2 separate regions of the Sus scrofa genome follow, and region 1 is linked to region 2. The links are chromatin contacts, called in public Hi-C maps. All regions are on one chromosome and are shown on one strand. The core of a region is the stretch at or near the end of the contact, and the rest is flanking DNA. Distances in the headings are between cores, read along the strand shown. Region 1 has its middle 87 kb from the start of CTTNBP2NL. Region 2 has its middle 23 kb from the start of CTTNBP2NL.

Region 1 (2,819 bases), core at 284-2,783, 64 kb after region 2:
GGCTCCTGCTAAGGGTGGGGACGTCTGCTTCAGGGAAGACTGGACAGAGCTCCTCGATCCTCCCCCCATCCCCATCCCTTCAGGCCCCTCCGAGGACCACCTAGGCCCAGGAGTTGTAGGGCCTGAGGTTGGGGCCAGCCTAGAATCACAGGGTTGGGGAGACCTTAGGAGTCACCAGCACCTTCGTGTTGAGGATGAGGAAACTGAAGGGCAGGAAGATGAAGTTACCCCAAGTCCCACAGTTTGTTGGTGACATAGCCAGAGCACAGTGACACCTGTGCTTTCTGAGATGTAAGGGACCATCACCAACACTACCTCCGTGAGCTTCCCAACAGCGGAAGAGGGGGATCACCCTGTCCTCTCACAGGAGGGAAGAGTTCTGTCCGGTGCTCTGAGACCAGACTTCTTGGTCCTGCCTGGGTTGCAGTATTGCTTGGAGAGGTGCTGATGGGCCAGAAGGATATGGGCCCAGGTTCCAGACCAGCACTGCCAAGATCTTTTTTGGGGATATCTCTGTCCCTTTCTGTACCTCAGGGTCTTGTTCACCTCAAGGACATGCATACAAAGTGGGCAGTTAAGCCCGTAGAGGCTGAAAATTATAAAGTCTTTTAAGTCTTGAAAAGGACCAAGAGCTGCCTTGTACTTTGCAGCCTATAATGGGGTTTGGGGATGAAGAATGGAAGGGGATGTTTTGGGCAGAGAAGGACCTGCCCCCAGATGCTCATGATTCTCAGGCTCATTCTGTTTTTCTCCTGTTCCTTCCAGCCTTGTAATCTATGTTTCTAAGACGAAACATTCTGTTTTCTGAATTATAACCTTTCTAATGAAGGGGTTGAGCTAGTGGCTCCAAGAAAAAAAATAAATCACAGGAGTTATTTGATTCTGCATCTGCACATTCCCCAACTGATGTTGAGATCTGAAAAAAAGTGGCTGGAATCCACAGTCCACTTGGGTTGTTCACTTGACACAGCCCACCTGCCAGCAGGCTTCCCCCAAGAACTAGTCAGCCGGCCCCTGCAGAGTCACACGTGTCTTTAAAAACATCCCAACGAAAACCAAGCTAAAGCTAAGTAAGCCATAGCGTCCAGGACAGAGCTTCTCTCTTATCACAGAGAAGTAATTGTCTGCTTGCCTTTGTCCTAATACAGCGAGCAGCCTCCCCTCACAACACCCCTCATCTCTGGAATGTCCTTTAAAGGCAAAGGGAGCAATTTATGTGGCCCTGCTAACTAGGGCTTATGGATTGTTGGGGTGAAGGCAGAACTGGACCTTCCACAACAAACATTTTCATTCTGGAAGCAGCCCTTGTCCTAACACGGCTCTGGCTTCCTGTGACGCCCGTTCATAAATGATTCAGGCCCTACTTTTTGCAGAGCATTAAAGCTCTCTCCTTCCTTCACTCAGGAGCACAAACAGCAGCCTGATGCTGGAATTTAATACCTGGTAAAGCTTCCAGGCTCAAGAATAATAAGTCAACACTGTAAACAGCACACAGAACCCACGTCCAACCAGCAAGAGTTGCCAGCTTGGCTGAAGCTTGGGGGTGCAGTGGGGGAGGGGGAGAAGGTGCTCCTGCGGGTCTACTGGGGGCTCCTTGGGAAAGGTATCTTCACCCTTGCAGGGGTGCAGCAGGGGTGGGCCTGCTAGACTCTGAGAAACAGCTTTCTAGTTCTCTGTGACCTGAGGACCAGCTGATTTGATCACTTCTCAGGGAAGATTAGCTGCCTCCCAGGGCTGGTGGTCCCAAGGCCAGGCCACCAAGAAGGACTTTTGCCATTATCCTACCACCCACAGCTGAGGGGGAGGCAGTGTATGCTCTTCAAGTCCTGGCCGTATGCTCCCGCTGACGCTAGAAGGCTAGCATCCTGTTTTCTGCCTCTTGTGAGTCAGAAGAGCTTTCTCAGTGGCTTTATAAATCCCAGGCTTCGTTCACGGCCCAGCTTGGACCCCTTCATAAAGCTTTCTTCGACATCCAGCCGTTTTCTGAAGTCCAGTGGTAATAGATTTCTATAGCCTGTAATAATAATGGAGAGGATATAGTGGCAATAGTCGTGATAATGCCAGCATTTATTAAGTGCAGGCTTTGTGCCAAGTTCTCTGCTAAGTCCTCTTTTGTTCTTTCTTTTTTTTGCTTTTTAGGTCAGCACCCGTGGCATATGGAAGTTTCCTGGGCTAGGGGGTCGAGTGGGAACTGCAGCGGCTGACCACAGCCACAGCCACAGCAACTCTGGATCCAACCTGAGCCTGTGACCTACACCACAGCTCACAGCAGTGCCGGATCCTTAACCCACTGAGGCCAGGGATTGAACCCGCATCCTTATGGATCCTAGTCAGGTTCATTAACCGCTGAGCCAAAACAATCTTTTTGTTTGTTTGTTTGACTTTTTAGGGCTGTACCTGAGGCATATGGGATTGAATTGGAGCTGTAGCCGCTGGTCTACACCACAGCCACAGCAACACAAGATCCGACCTGCATCTGCGACCTACACCATAGCTCAAGGCAACGCAGCTCATGGCAATGCCGGATCATTAACCCACTGAGCGAGGCCAGGGATTGAACCCATGTCCTCATGGATATTAGTCGGGTTCATTAACTACCCAGCCACGTGCTAAGTCCTCTTTGGTATTAACGGGGTCTGTCCTCACAGTAATCTTATGAAGGAGGTCATGGCAGTGAGCAAGTGGAGGCACCCTTTGTTTTTGGTTTCATGTGTGTTAGTTTTTCTTCCCTCTACTGAGCTCTCTGAGGGGAGGGGTGTTCCACAGTGAGGAGGGGAAGTGTTTGGGGCTCTTCTGGATAAGAGTTGATGTATCCTCAC
Region 2 (2,845 bases), core at 81-2,580:
TATATAAACCCTGAGGCAATGAAGGGGTTAAATTTCTGGAACTCAGTGAGGCCAGGGAGTGGTGAAGGGGGAGGAATAAAATAGAGTTGGAGGGATTGTGGTCCTCGTGGGATGTTCAAGTTTAAGTTTTGAGAGGTGGAGACCTGCTAGTATTGGTCCAACTGTAGCCTTGAAAAGCATGGCCGAAAGCAGCCTAGAAGGTTCTTTGACGTGATCAGGACAAAGTTTGGAGGAGGTTAGGTTGTTGGATGGGCTGGCCTCAGTGATGTGTCTCAGGACCCCTGTGGGAGTAAATGTGTAGGGATAAGCGGAGAGTCCTCAGCTGGTGTGGGCTGGGCTGGTCACAGCAGAAGAGGTAGAAGGCAACAAGCCATCCAGTCTGGGGAGGGCTTTAAATGAGGGTAGAAAAATCATAGTGTGAAACTCGCAGGGGAAGCTGGGAGACTGCTGACCCCAAGTGCACTCTTCTTGGCTGGAAGATGGAACTCATGTAGGAGGGCGTGTGCCTCTGTGCAAGAGGACTGCAAGGGAACCAGTGTCCTCGGAGTAAGGCCAGGTTTTCGTTACAGGGAGGGGGAGGACATAGTGAAAGGTTTTGGAGGGTGTTGTGGATGTAGAATTTGTTTTTAGTGGAATGAGGGTTACCAAGAACACAGGGAAAAATATTCAGAAGGAAAACAGTGACAGGGAGGTAAAGAGGAGAAAAGTGATGAGTGGTCCAGCAAAGAGACTTAGAGTACAGCCATTGAGTCTTCATCCATATCACAGTACCAGGCACATTGTAGGGGCACAATTTATACATCGGAGTGAGTCTTTGAATAAATGAATGAATAAAGAAAGTCTATTCCCTGCAGCTGCTTACTTTGATTCTCTGGGACTTAGTTTCTTCATTTGTTTACTGGGAATGCTGCTGCTTTTATCCTCCTAGTTCTGAAAATTATAGCAGTTTCCTCTCCAGAGGCCCAATTCTTACCATCTGGCAGAGTGCGTGTCTTATTCTATTCCATTTCACTCTGGGAGGGCCGGGAAAGTCAGGGCCCAATCCTCCTTTAGTTACAACTTGGTAGAGACGAAAGTTGAGAGAGAGCAAAGAGTTACCCGATATCATAGATTAAGATTTACAATAAGACTGCGAAAGAAATAGGGATGCTCTCCCCGCCTCCCCACCCCCGGTTCCAGCCTGTTCTGTGGCCTCCAAAGCACCCCTGAGGCAGGGGAGCCATGGCTTAGGGGACTCTGGGAGAACTGTAGGGCAGTGTGGACGGTGGATGGCCAGGATCTGCGCAAGGCGGCGTCCAGCAGGTGGCGGTGTGGAGTTGCAGAAGGCGGGCTGCTTTGAACCGGAGAACTGAGATGCTGCATGGCAGCCAACCTCTGATTTGGATGGGACAGGCTTTTCAAGACCGTCCTTGCAGTCAGTGCAGCCAAGCTTGGGAGATCTTGGCTGCCCTCTCATTCTCCAACCAATACTCCAGAGGGGAGGGGCAGGAAGCGGCAGGAGATAGATAACCCTGCCTCTTTTTCCTCAAAGGCAAAAGGTCTTGACGATGGCAAATGTAGCCTAATGGAGAGTGCAGTGTTTGTAAGTTCTAAATCTCAGTGCACCCACATTCTAGCTTTGCACACAGGCCACTTCCCAGACATCTGTGAGTGATCATGGTGTCTGTTCCATCTCCTCCTCAAGGTTTAGTCCTGAGATATATGTGAAATCCTTGGTAAAGATTAAAAATACAGGGTTTATTATTAATGATTAATGGGTAGTTAAGAGCAAAAATATGCTCCTTGATATATTCTGGAGGAAGGAAGAGGAATTCTAGGAAAGGTATGTGCTGAAGATTTTACTATATGCTGAACCGGCCCTTTCGACTATAAATTTTCACCTCTGTGAAGTCACAGAGCAGAGGGGCAAGAATGTCAGTTTGCCATACAACACAGTAGGGAGGTTGTAAACACAGAAAACAGGCCATAAAAAGAATAGTAATAAACTACCATCTATTAAATATCTACAGTGTGCCAGGTACATCATATGCATTGTAATTTAATCATCACAACAGCCCAATAGGATAGATGTAATTATTGACTCTAACTAGAAATAGAACCTCCGAGTTAATCTGAGAGGTCAAATAATAGCAGTGTTACACAGATGATAAGTAGTGATGGCAGGATTTGTACCCAGGTCTGTGTGGCTGTGATAGCCTGTACCTTTCCCACTATAATGTGTTGCCTTTTATTTTAATCTTCAAAAGTCTTTCTAAAGACCTGTCTTAAGCTGGTTACTTACGAATCACTCAGGAAACTTGTTAAAATGCATATTGTTAAGTCCTACCTCGGGGAAAACATCACCAATGATTCAGGTCTTCGCTTTTTATCTTTCAGTCTCTGTCCCCCTCCATTACTTTAGTTATTTAATGGGTCACAGTGATTAGTACTCCTCTCTCTTTAACATCTTATACTTTATAGCTTTTCTTGAAAACACCAGCAAATTCATCTTGTCAAACCAGGGTCCCCCGAGTGTCCCCAACAACCAGCAGCCTCTTCTTCTCCCAGTAATATACTTTAATCCGTCCACCTTATTCTGCTGGGAATACAGGAACCATCTTTGGACGCAGACAGCCCACTGCTGGGGAGAGGCTTTCACATGGGGAGGACCAGTCCCTGGGAGGGAGACAGAAGCAGAAAGTGGGTGGATTCCTGGGGGCTGGTTCACCTATTGGTCTGTTAGTGTTTACCAAGTACTGTGTGCTAGGCACTGGACAGTGCGTTGGGGATGGAGCCATGCATCAATCAGATGAAGTCCTTGCTCTTGTGGAGTTTTAGATGGGTGGACAGAGAAGGCCTCTCTGAT

What was found. Hi-C and Micro-C count contacts between places; a contact is called where the count stands out from the background.
Region 1: a Hi-C map of omental adipose tissue shows a contact between it and region 2, with 2.1 times the contacts expected there. A contact is called at or near these places in 1 of 5 promoter capture datasets (liver), 23 of 47 Hi-C or Micro-C datasets (adipocytes, adipose tissue, alveolar macrophages and 17 more) and 2 of 2 datasets of targeted methods (alveolar macrophages and skeletal muscle).

Annotation. Positions count from the first base shown.
Region 1 is chr4:108,098,603-108,101,421 of Sscrofa11.1, forward strand. No RefSeq gene overlaps it. Among named protein-coding and RNA genes, the nearest start is that of CTTNBP2NL, 87 kb to the left of the region's middle.
Region 2 is chr4:108,034,486-108,037,330 of Sscrofa11.1, forward strand. No RefSeq gene overlaps it. Among named protein-coding and RNA genes, the nearest start is that of CTTNBP2NL, 23 kb to the left of the region's middle.